Linked DNA regions of Mus musculus: region 2 is linked to region 1. The links are chromatin contacts, called in public promoter capture Hi-C maps. All regions are on one chromosome and are shown on one strand. Each heading gives the region's core, a stretch centred on a gene start, on an enhancer-like site or on the middle of the called end of the contact. The rest is flanking DNA. Distances are from core to core; before and after follow the strand shown. Region 1 overlaps Lrrc42 (leucine rich repeat containing 42). Region 2 overlaps Yipf1 (Yip1 domain family, member 1).

Region 1 (5,390 bases), core at 2,131-4,630:
ACTTGTGAGCCAGGTGCCCTGCAGGATACAGGTGGGTTTAACAGAATGCAGTGTTTATGTACAAGGGAGTGTGATCCAGTCTTAGAAAGCAAGGACATATGGGATAAAAAGATGGTTTTCTCAGTGGTTAAGAGTGCGCATGCTCTTCCAGAGGACCTGAATTCAGTTTACAGCAGCCACATGTGGTGGCTTACACCACCTGAAACTCCAGCTCCAGGGCACCCAATATCTCTGGCCTCCTGGATGCCTCCATTTATTGCACATAGTCAAACACTTACATACAATTAAGATGATATAAATTTTTTTTTGTTTAACTTTTTTATTATTTATTTATTTATTTTATATACATTGGTGCTTGTATATCTGTGTGAGGGTGTCAGATCCTGGAGTTACAGACAGCTGTGAGCTGCCATGTGGGTGCTGGGTCCTCTGGAAGAGCAGCCAGTGCTCCTAATTGCTGAGGCATCTCTCCAGCCCCAGTCCTTTGTTTTTTTTTTTTAAAAAGGTAAGGGCGTTTTGACACATGAGCATTGAAGACGTGCTACATGAGATAAAGCAGTCATGAAAGGACAAATACTCTACTATGATTGCTCCTTTGTGAGCTTCCTAGAGCATCAGGGTCACTGAGAAAGAGAAGTAGTCGGAGGGAATAAGGACTTTCTACTGAATGCTTACAGACTTTTAGTTTATAAGGTAAAGACTTCTGTGGGCTGGTAAGATGGCTCATTGGGAAAGGTGCTTGCCATCTCTGCAAACCTGGCAGCCTGAGTTTAATCCCATTATGGAAGGAAAGCACTGACTCCAAAAAGTTGTCATCTGACCTCTGTATGCACGGTGCCATATGTGCGTGCACATTCACATCATACCCACAGACACACCGTATTGGAGGCAGTAAAATGTTCTGGAAAATGAAGGCTGCAGCTCGTGCTAACATACTGTCTATCACGCACAAGGCTCTGGGTCCATCAGCTCTGAAAACAGAAACATTCTGGAGATAGGTTAAGATGTTCATTTTTGTCATTTTAAACAAGTACTAAGTGATAGGCTGAAGGAAACAATAACAAAATCAGAACCCCAGGGCACACCAGATACGATAGGGGCAGAGGTCAGAGTCAGGTCCAGGTTTTCAAAGGAGAAAAGAAGCCAACAGCTTTTTAGCTTTGAGGGTGAGTCTGACACTGTCCCTTTATATGCATTATTTTATTTATCTATTTCTGTGTCATTCTAGATTTTTTTATTCATAGGAAATTAAGAAAATTGGTTATTGTTAGACTCACTGAACCCAGTAAGTGCCCACCTCTCCCTCTGCCGTGATAGTGTATCTGCCACTCCTGCTGCCGGGCATTCAGTCCAGACCACCCCAGGGCCTTGTCTTAGTCCTGGATGGTATCAGACTTTGGCAGGCCCTGGCCCACGAACACAGAAAACTCACCCATTTCTTATTTCTACAGACCAGAATCGAGCTCGCACAGAAGTTACAAGGAAATGTCCCCTCGCAGAGACCCACATGAACTCTTCTGGAAAACTCCAGTTCTATAGGGAGGAGGCTCCGGACTGCCATGAGCCACTGTTGAGCCAAGAATCAAAGAAGAGCAAGAAGAGAGCTTTCAAGGAGTCAGAGCAGGAGCAGAGCTCGCCCCAGTCGGCCAAGCAGAAGTGTGTGTGTCTGGCTGTGGAAGATTGGGATTTGCTCAATTCCTACTGACTGACACATACAGTCGACCTCCCCCACCTCAGTACGAGGAGGGGAGACTGCTGGTGATTTTCTTTTGGTTTGGATTTACCTATGGCATTAGCATAGCAAGCAGATATTTCTACTTTTGTGGTGCGGGAGGGAAGGCTATGGACGTATGTAATAATTTCTAATGTATATTTTCAATACATAGTAATTTTTTCAAATAAACTCTTTTGCTCTCGTTGAATTCTGCTTTTGAATTGCAGATTGGAGCCACAGGAGATAGCACCATGTGAACTAATGAATTTGGTATGACCTGTTCTTGCTACAGTTTGGAACAGCTGATAGAATGTAGATGTGAATGAAGCTGCTGCTGACTGTATGCTTCCCTGGGCCATGCCCTGGCCTCGTAGCATATACATGAAACAAGCCAAAATTCAGAGCCAAGAACCTTTAACATCAAGTTAAGTGGCATGTTCAATGTCATAGAGCTTACAGTAGGAAGTGAGAGTTTACACTTCTTTCTACTTGGCTGCAAAGCCCATCCTGTGTTGTTGCCTTCTCAACAATCATTAGCATTTATTGAAATCCCAGCCATTGGAGGTATTCATTAAAACCCAAGTGACTCACAGCAGTCTTGGAAGTAAGAGGGCAGAAGCTTTTTCCAACTTAAGACTTCCTGGAAAAGTCCCAATGATAATAAATACTGTAGGTTTCTTCAGGTCACAAGAATTTTCTTACAGATACTCAGCTATACACAGTAAATCAATATGGCTGCCTGCCAATACATTTTCTTTGTTTGTTTGTTTGTTTACAAAGACAGGTGGCTGGCAGATTAGCCAGAGTTTGGGTGCGTGCCACTACACCTGGCACCAGGAAACTCTTGTTTAAAAGCAAGCACCGTTGTGAGGACTGTGCAGTTCAAGCAATTTAGCCAGTGTTAACTTCAGCAGGTCTGTAGTAAGGCTAGATTCGGAATTTCTAGATGAGCATAGCATATGGTTATCAAAATTTGGAGGTAGAAGCTGGGCGTGGTGGCGCACGCCTTTAATCCCAGCACTCAGGAGGCAGAGGCAGGCAGACTTCTGAGTTTGAGGCCAGCCTGGTCCACAAAGTGTGTTCCAGGACAGCCAGGGCTATACAGAGAAACCCTGTCTTGAAAAAAAAAAAAAAAATTGGAGGTAGAGGCCAAATGATCAGGAACTCAAGGCTGGCTTGGGCTACATTAAAAGATTAAGCAATTTCAGCAAGCACCCAGAAGATACCAGTGAGTATCAAGGCTCTTAACGCCTAGCTTTGTAAACACTGGACACTGGACAAAAAAGCCTTTGATCTGGAAGCTTGAGTGCAGAATGCTCCCATGTTGAGCTGTTAAAATGTCCGTGAAAAATCCTCTTGAGTAGAGGTGGTGACACATGCCTCTGATCTCTGCTCTAGAAGAGTTCCAGGCCTCCCTGGGGTATACGAGTTTTGTCTCAAGAAGCATAAAACAGTAAATGCCTGGTTTTACTCTTCTAATTGTGGATACTAGGAAAATTTAGATGGCGTACATGACTTGGGTTTGTGAATTCTCTTTTATTTCTGTCTCTACACCAGAGTTTCTTAACCTCCCTGATGCTGCAACCCTTTAATTCAGTCCCTCATATTGTGGTGACCCAGCCATACAATTATTTTGCTGCTACTCTGTAACTGTAATTTTCTAGTTATGAATCATAATGTAAATATCTGCTATGTGACTCCCAAAGGGTCACAGCCTACAGATTGGGAACTGTTCTAGACATACCGATGTTTAAAAGGCTGTTAACAGCAAGACTTAAATAGGCAACTAAAGAAGAGAGAAAATAATCTCAAGAAATAGAAAACATCGATTTGATATTTGGAAACACTGGAAGTTAGCCAAATTTTTATTACAGGTTGGTTTACATTTGCTATTCTGAGCTATGCATGGTGCTACCACTATACAGAAGACCACCCAAGGTCATAGCAAAAGCTCGGACTTGTGAAATTTATGATAAGGCAAATAACAGAGCGTGTTATGGGATTCTTGTCTTGATGTTTTGAGACACTATGTTTTGTCTCATTATATGGTCTAACCTGAGGTTACAGGTGGGCACCACACTAAGGTTAGGATCTTAAATGGACCCAAGGTTCAGAATTTGAAGGCTTATTCCCTGGCGCTCACAGACAGGCTTTGGGAGGTGACTGGATCGTGAGGGCACCAATCCTGCTTACGGATTAATTATGGATTGTAGGTTTGTGTCTTGATGGGTCTGGGTTGGAATTTGTTAGAAAAGCCAAGCACTCTTCACTCACATGATAGCAGTTGGGCCAAGCAGCTTTCATCCCTTGTGGGGTAGCCACCAGAGAACACTGCTCAGAGAAGGAGTTTAGCCACTAGGAAGTGTTTACTAGCCAGGCAGTGATTATACTGAGTTTTTGGGATCCCAGTATAGCAATGAGCCTTTCTCAGGGTGAGCTTTTAAGCAGAAAAAAACAAGTTCTGGTTTGACATACTTAAGTTAACAAGAACAGTTAGCCAGAAGCAATACTACAGAGGCTAAAAAAGCAAAGTTAATACATTTAGAGACTTTTCCCAGAACTATGGACTTTGATGGATTAGATCTTTGTTTTAGTGTTGGTAGGTGATGCTGTCTGTGCTGAGTTTTATGACCTGCATGGTGCTTCCATCATTAAGTCAGTTGTGGCCGAGCATGGTGGCGCACACCTTTAATCCCAGCACTTGGGAGGTAGAGGCAGGCGGATTTCTGAGTTTGAGGCCAGCCTGATCTACAGAGTGAGTTCCAGGACAGCCAGGGCTACACAGAGAAGCCCTGTCTCAAAAACCAAAAAAGAAGAAAAAAAGATAAAGTCAATTGTGCTAAGTTCTGAGGGCCTACTGAGGCTTGGGGCCATGTTCTACATTCTCTTGCATGTGTAACACACATACATTACACACTCTTTCCTTGGTATCCTGTCTCGCCACAGGCCTAAAAGGAGCTCTGTCAAGCAACTGTGTATTTAGGCCCACATGAAGATGAGGGGACAATTTTATGAAGTCAGTTCCTCTTTTGTTTTTTTATGTGGATTCTGGGAATGAAACTCAGGTCCACAGGCATACACTGAAAGCATTTCACCCGATGAACCATTTGGCTAACTCAATTTTGGTTTTCTTTTTAAGACAGGACCTTACTACGTAATCCATTCTTACCTCAAACTCAATATGCACGTAAGTAGGACTGAACTCGAACTCAGCCCTCTTGCCTCAGACGTCCAAATGAGGGATTACAGGTATGTGCCACCTTAATGGCACTAAGCAGGCCTGGTCTTAGCCTTTCTTCTTCGAAGTTGGTAGACCACAGGTCTTTTGAGTATTTTGTTAAAGCAATGGAGAGCCAGCGCAGAAAACTGGTACTGAGAAATGGAGTCTTGAGGTGGAGATGTAGCTCAGCTGGTACGATGTGTGACTAGCATCTATATATGAGAGCCTGGGTTCAAGCTGCAGAACCACAGAAACAGGGAATGAAGGGTGGCAACTGCCTGTAATTCAAGTACTTAGGAGGTAGAGGCAGGAGCATCAGAAACTTAGGTCATCCTCAACTACATAGTTCAAATTCAAGGCCTCAAAACAAAGAGATACGATGTGAGGCTTTGCTCCACACACACTCCCTGCCTTACCACTGACTTAGAACATTTGAGCCCCTTGCTGAAACAGCAG
Region 2 (5,390 bases), core at 2,021-4,520, 120 kb before region 1:
AGGGTGTGTGATAGGTGTGTGTTTGCCACCAAACTCGGGTGGCTGAGAGCAGGGAACTGTACTCTCTTGACTGTGGCTCCATGCAGACAAGAAGGAAGACCCAGCCTACTCTGACCGTCTTCTGACTTTAAACTGCATATTCTTGAGAAGAAAGGAGAGTGTCAGCCAGGGAGACGTTCCCAAGGTCACAGAAGGCACCTTTTATTTTATTTTATTTTATTTTATTTTATTTTATTTTTTTCGAGACAGGGTTTCTCTGTGTAGCCCTGGCTGTCCTGGAACTCACTTTGTAGACCAGGCTGGCCTCGAACTCAGAAATCCGCCTGTCTCTGCCTCCCGAGTGCTGGGATTAAAGGCGTGCTCCACCACGCCCGGCCACAGGAGGCACCGTTAATGATCATATCTTGTTAACTTGAAGGGCTTACAACTAGAATTCCTCAGGGAAGAAAGAAAATCCCCACGTTTTACAAAAGGGAACTAAAATATCAAAGCAGAGTCAAGAAGACTACCACAGTTCAATATAAATGAGCAGCCATTGTCAGTAGACAGTGGCTTTCATTTTACCTGAGTGCCTAGTTGCCGCTGTCTCTAAAAGTGACTACAATCTTCTCAGATGGGCGCTATCTTTATTTTATAGATAAGTTACCTTTGGCTCAAATGCACCTTGTAAGTACCAGGTAGGAATAAGCTTTCATTCTCCTCCTATCTGCCCAACAGGCTGGTGAGTACACATCCCCTCTGCCCTGGGAGACAGGACAGCCAATCTTCACAGAGCAGAGTGAAGGCTCTTGTCCCACAACGGGCTCAAGTGTAGTTCCCATACAAACACTTACTGAGTGCTCACTGTATACCAGGCTGTGCGGTGGATGAAGAAATCCACCCCTTGTCTAACCGGGAGTCACACTGATACACAGGGGACAGATGGATGGCTAAATGACTGAACATATTAACAAAGAGGCAGATGGACATACAGACAGTTAGTGCTCTGAGCACAAGAGCATAGTAGACAGAGTGTCAGGGTCACCAGGAAGCTGATGACTGTGGGAAGGGAAGAGCATTCTAGACAACAGAACTGCACTTTATATAGCCTTAGGAGGTGCCACTCACAGCCTTATCTTTTCTTCTTGATATCTTTCAAATGTTCCTCTCAACTGAAGGTTTAATTCCCTTCAGAAAGTGTGTAAACAACACTGACAACACATTTATCTCTGGCTCTCCAGTAGGGAGTGAAAAACAAACTGGGACCTCTTCCATCTTGTTTCATCAACTGAAATAAGGCAGTGTGGTGCAGGACAGAAAAGTCACTAAACATGAAAAAGCTCAACAAAATGCTCAAGTCAAGAACAGACAAAAAAACCCCGCGCGTCCATTCTCGGCCTTCCTTGCTTCCCTTCACCAATGTGTGCTGTCCTATAAAACTAAAATCCAGGTGCAGACCCAGCTATGCTTGGCACAAGGAACCGTAACGGAATCAGTAAGTGTCCCTCCGCACCAAAGTCATCATGGGTGTATGAGAAAGCACTTGCTTAGCTTGTACGGGCCCTGGGTTCAGGTTCAATCCTCGCCCACAGGGAAAGGGGGAAAAGGAAGGCACACTGGACATGATGAGACACACCCACCTGTAACACTAGCATCTGCGGAACCAGAGGCAGGAGGATGAACTAAGTACAAGAGTTCAAGTTCAGGGTCATCCTCAGGTACACGGTGAATTGGAGGCTAGCCTGGGCTATATGAGAACTTGTCAGCCAAAAAAAGGTACTAAGAACATAGAACAGGAGGCAAGGAATAAGTTATGAAACTGGATCTCTCTCTTGCACACTCTAACCCGCTCAGCTAACCATTCACAGAGGAATAACTTCAAAGGCCCTGAGCACATGAAGCACAGAAATCCAGAAGCCTTCAGAGAAATCCAGGGGTCCTTCAAGAGAGGACAACACTGGTTTCAGAGATCAGTCGGAGACGTCACAGAATGCAGAAAAATCACTGAGACAATTAGGATATGGAAGAAATCCTTCTGTGCTACTGGACAGTGTAGTGGGGATAGAGAAGGTGGGTGTGATCACCAGAGCAGGGACTCCCCCCCCACCCCCGCTACCCCAGGGTCTACAAGCTCAGGGTCTAGCCTTTGGTCCCTGATGGTAATGCAGAACTGATGTACCTTCCTATTTGTGACATACCCTGAGAGATGAAATGCCACCACCTGCTTTCCCCATTAGCTGGATTTGGCCGCTGTTACTGTCTGGTTGGGAGTGGTTATAGCTGCTGGGAGGTGGTCCATCTCTGGAGCATCAAAGAAGTAAGCCTGCAGGAAAGGAGACACAGGAGGGAGCCATGTTAATAGTCTCTGGCCCCCCCCCCCCATTATATTTGTTATCACACCAGACTGCAGCCACCTCACTGTGTATCTCCCTGACTCAACCTTTTAAAACTTAGCTCCAGCCAGGCGTGGTGGCGCATGCCTTTAATCCCAGCACTTAGGAGGCAGAAGCAGGCCAATTTCTGAGTTCAAGGCCAGCCTGGTCTACAGAGTGAGTTCCAAGACAGCCAGGGCTACACAGAGAAACCCTGTCTCGAAAAAACAAAACAACAACAACAAAAAACTTAGCTCCACTCACTGGCCATGCTATGTTGCATGCCTGACTCTTCTCAGAGACCTTAAGGGGTTGTACGATGATCTCTCCTGGCAGGTGCAGAAACTGAGGCTCACAGAGACTGTCCCTGGGTAAGTGAGCGTGGCGCATGAGCAGTGGATCCAGGACTCACGCTAGCAATTACTGTGTCACACAGGGGATACAGGGACTGTCTCTGCCTCTACCTCTGCTCTGCCAGCATCTCGGTCTGGCCTGATAGCAAGTAGCCAGATATTTATGGACTGACTTGCTAAACCAGTTAGTTGACTTTCTGCAGAGACCTCGAAAATAAGGTGCTAAGCACACCTCAGTCCCCAGGACTTGAGCTTGAGAATGAAGTGTGTGACAAGAGCTTCCGCTTGTCACTCTTAGCTGCCAGGAACCAGGAGGAGGTGATGGGACAGGGGAGGTGGCAACGAAGATCTTCCCTCCTGCCTTAAGGTCAGAGGACACTAAAGTTAGCACAGAAAAACACCAATCTTGTTAGCCTTGAGCCCCCCCTTCAAAGGGTGTGTGGGAGGGTGAAGCTGTTACTATCCCAAGGGCCACTAGATACACAGGATTCCCTTGGCATGGGTGGCTCAGGAAGATGAAAAGGTAAAAAGCTAAGAACCATTTTCAGCAGCTCTGCCCTTATTAGCCAGAAGAGGGTGCCAACACAACACACTTGGGCTTCCCAGCCTGTTCCAACCTTCATACTTAACAGATCTCTTTAGCTTCTCTTTGCCACCCGCCCCCCCACCCCCACCCCCCAGAAACTCCCTCTAGCTTATCACAGCCCCAGAGCAAACCTAATTTAAAAGTTTCTCTTGCAGCTGTTTCCTGGCACAAAGGAAGGCGATTCCTCTACTTGGGGGTCATGAGTGAGACCGAGGCCATCGTGTCTGCTCCTCAGGAACACTGAATGGGACTACCAGTGAAGGAGTGGCTCTCTTCCAGGCCACTTGAGGAAATGCTCTTCAGGAAGCTATGAGTCTCAGAGCTGAGTGGTCTGCGTTCCCTGTCTGCACTAGTTACTAGCACTGTGCCTCTAGACAGGCTTCTCTACCTCCTCGGTTTTGTCTGCAAAATTGCGGGGTGGTGGTGGAAAAAGTCTCTAAAAGGCTTTTTCTTCTAGCACAGCCAGTGATGTGGCACAGGGTCTGTGCTCAGCTCAGCCCATCCTGAGGCACTGTGGCCAGTAGGCGCCATTTTCCCTGAGCTCAGTGGTAATCATCCAAACGTGGGCTTGCCTGGCTCTCGACAACCCACCAAGGACCCACGCTCTGTGCTTCCTTCGCTGTCCCTGCCAGGTGTGTTCAGTGAAGACCTGGAGATCATTTTCCAGTGCAGTCACCGAGGGACCTCAGCAGATGTGAGGCTGCCACATACATCACTGCTCTGAAACCGAAGCACTAATCCGCGGTTCCCAGGGGAGACAGGGAAAGCCGGGCGAGGCTGTCTGCTTCAGCTGGTGCCCCTCAGCTCGAACAGCTCCCTCGCCAACTCCTCCCACCGCTTTCCAATAATTATAATGTCTTCTGACATTACATGAACAGTTTTCTTTCTCTGTTTTTCCGTATGTGTGTGTCTGTGTATGTTCACCTGTGTGTGGTATATAGGCACACATGTACATGTGTGTGCAGGCCAGAGCATAACCTCAAGTTTATTCCTCTGACACTCTCCTCCTCTTCTTCCTCCACCTCCTCCTTGATAATCACACCAGGTCCCCTCCTCACACGTAGGCTAGGCTGACTAACACTGAGCCTCACCTGTCTCCATCTCCCCAATTCTGGAGTTACAAGCATGCACCATGCTCAGCTCTTTTTATGTGGGTTCTGGAGACCGAACTAGAGTCCTCTGAAAGCACTTTACCAGCTGAGCTGTCCTCCCAGTAAACCCCTGCTCATAAGTCAAGGTGTTGCTTTTATACCTCTGAAGGGCCTGCAACTCACTATGAGACCCAGGTGGGCCATAAACTTGTGGAAACCTTCTTGCCTCAGCCTCCTGAGAACAGAGATGACAGATGAGAGACACCTGACACAGCTAACCTGTCATAATTTTCATGCTGCAAACCTTATCCAAACCTTCCAAGAGGACAGACGGTGCTACGATGTGCATGGTCAGTCCCTTTATCTTAGGAAAGAGAAAGGCGGCCAGAGTAATAACCAAAGCTTGGGTGTGGGAGCTGGAGGGACCCCGGCTTCCTCTATAACCAAAGCATGGATGTGGGAGCTGGACAGGACCCCCAGCTTCCTCTATTACCAAAGTGTGGGTGTGGGAGCTGGAGGGACCCCCGGCTTCCTCTATAACCAAAGTGTGGGTGTGCGAGCTGGACAGGACCCCCATTTCCTCTATTTTGATTCTCCCTCCTCCAGAAGAGAAAGGAGAAGCCATATCCAACAGAGAGAAGACAGTTCAGACACAGGGCTTTGGCTTAACATCTGGCCATCAAGGGCTTCCTCTGCTCAGAACACGGCAGTTCCTCCTCAAGAAGAGCCTTTCTCCCAGCACACACTTCTGCTGCAGAGGCCAGCACGCCCCGATTAGGAGACTTTTCAGAGCTGGAAGGAATGAGCCTCTCTCCTACCTCTGCCTCTCCACCAACTTCTCAGCCATTATACGATGGAAGACGGTCAGGTCAGGTCAGGCCAGGTCCAGGGAGAGTGAAGGACACAGTCACAGTCTGACACAAGAGCCTTGGTCTGTTTATGAGCTCTGTGACCTTGGGTCACTCCTGTGAGAGCAGCAGAGTGGCCCTGGAACTTCTGCTTACGCCTC

What was found. Capture Hi-C pulls out chosen DNA fragments and counts their contacts.
Region 2: a promoter capture Hi-C map of adipose tissue shows a contact between it and region 1. The contact joins two enhancer-like sites. A contact is called at or near these places in 17 of 39 promoter capture datasets (the 3T3-L1 cell line, 3T3-L1-derived adipocytes, the C10 cell line and 10 more), 3 of 15 datasets of contacts at CTCF or cohesin (CD8 T cells, the NIH/3T3 cell line and large pre-B cells), 135 of 484 Hi-C or Micro-C datasets (the 63-12 cell line, 8-cell embryo, the AtT-20 cell line and 79 more), 12 of 115 datasets of contacts at active chromatin or transcription factors (the 230-238 cell line, the HPC-7 cell line, the NIH/3T3 cell line and 8 more) and 4 of 9 other capture datasets (adipose tissue, embryonic tail, liver and 1 more).

What each region holds. Positions count from the first base shown.
Region 1 is chr4:107,230,046-107,235,435 of GRCm38.p6, reverse strand. It overlaps Lrrc42 (leucine rich repeat containing 42), which reads left to right. Exons shown (of 8, transcript NM_029985.2): 8 at 1,452-1,922. The coding sequence ends at 1,705. Among named protein-coding and RNA genes, the nearest start is that of Lrrc42, 21 kb to the left of the region's middle. Within about 2 kb of position 3,380, at least 15 of the 459 cell types and tissues checked have an H3K27ac peak or open chromatin away from gene starts, as enhancers often do.
Region 2 is chr4:107,347,326-107,352,715 of GRCm38.p6, reverse strand. Yipf1 (Yip1 domain family, member 1) reads right to left here. Exons shown (of 10, transcript NM_145550.3): 9 at 2,178-2,302. The coding sequence ends at 2,213. Among named protein-coding and RNA genes, the nearest start is that of Ndc1, 18 kb to the left of the region's middle. Within about 2 kb of position 3,270, at least 23 of the 459 cell types and tissues checked have an H3K27ac peak or open chromatin away from gene starts, as enhancers often do.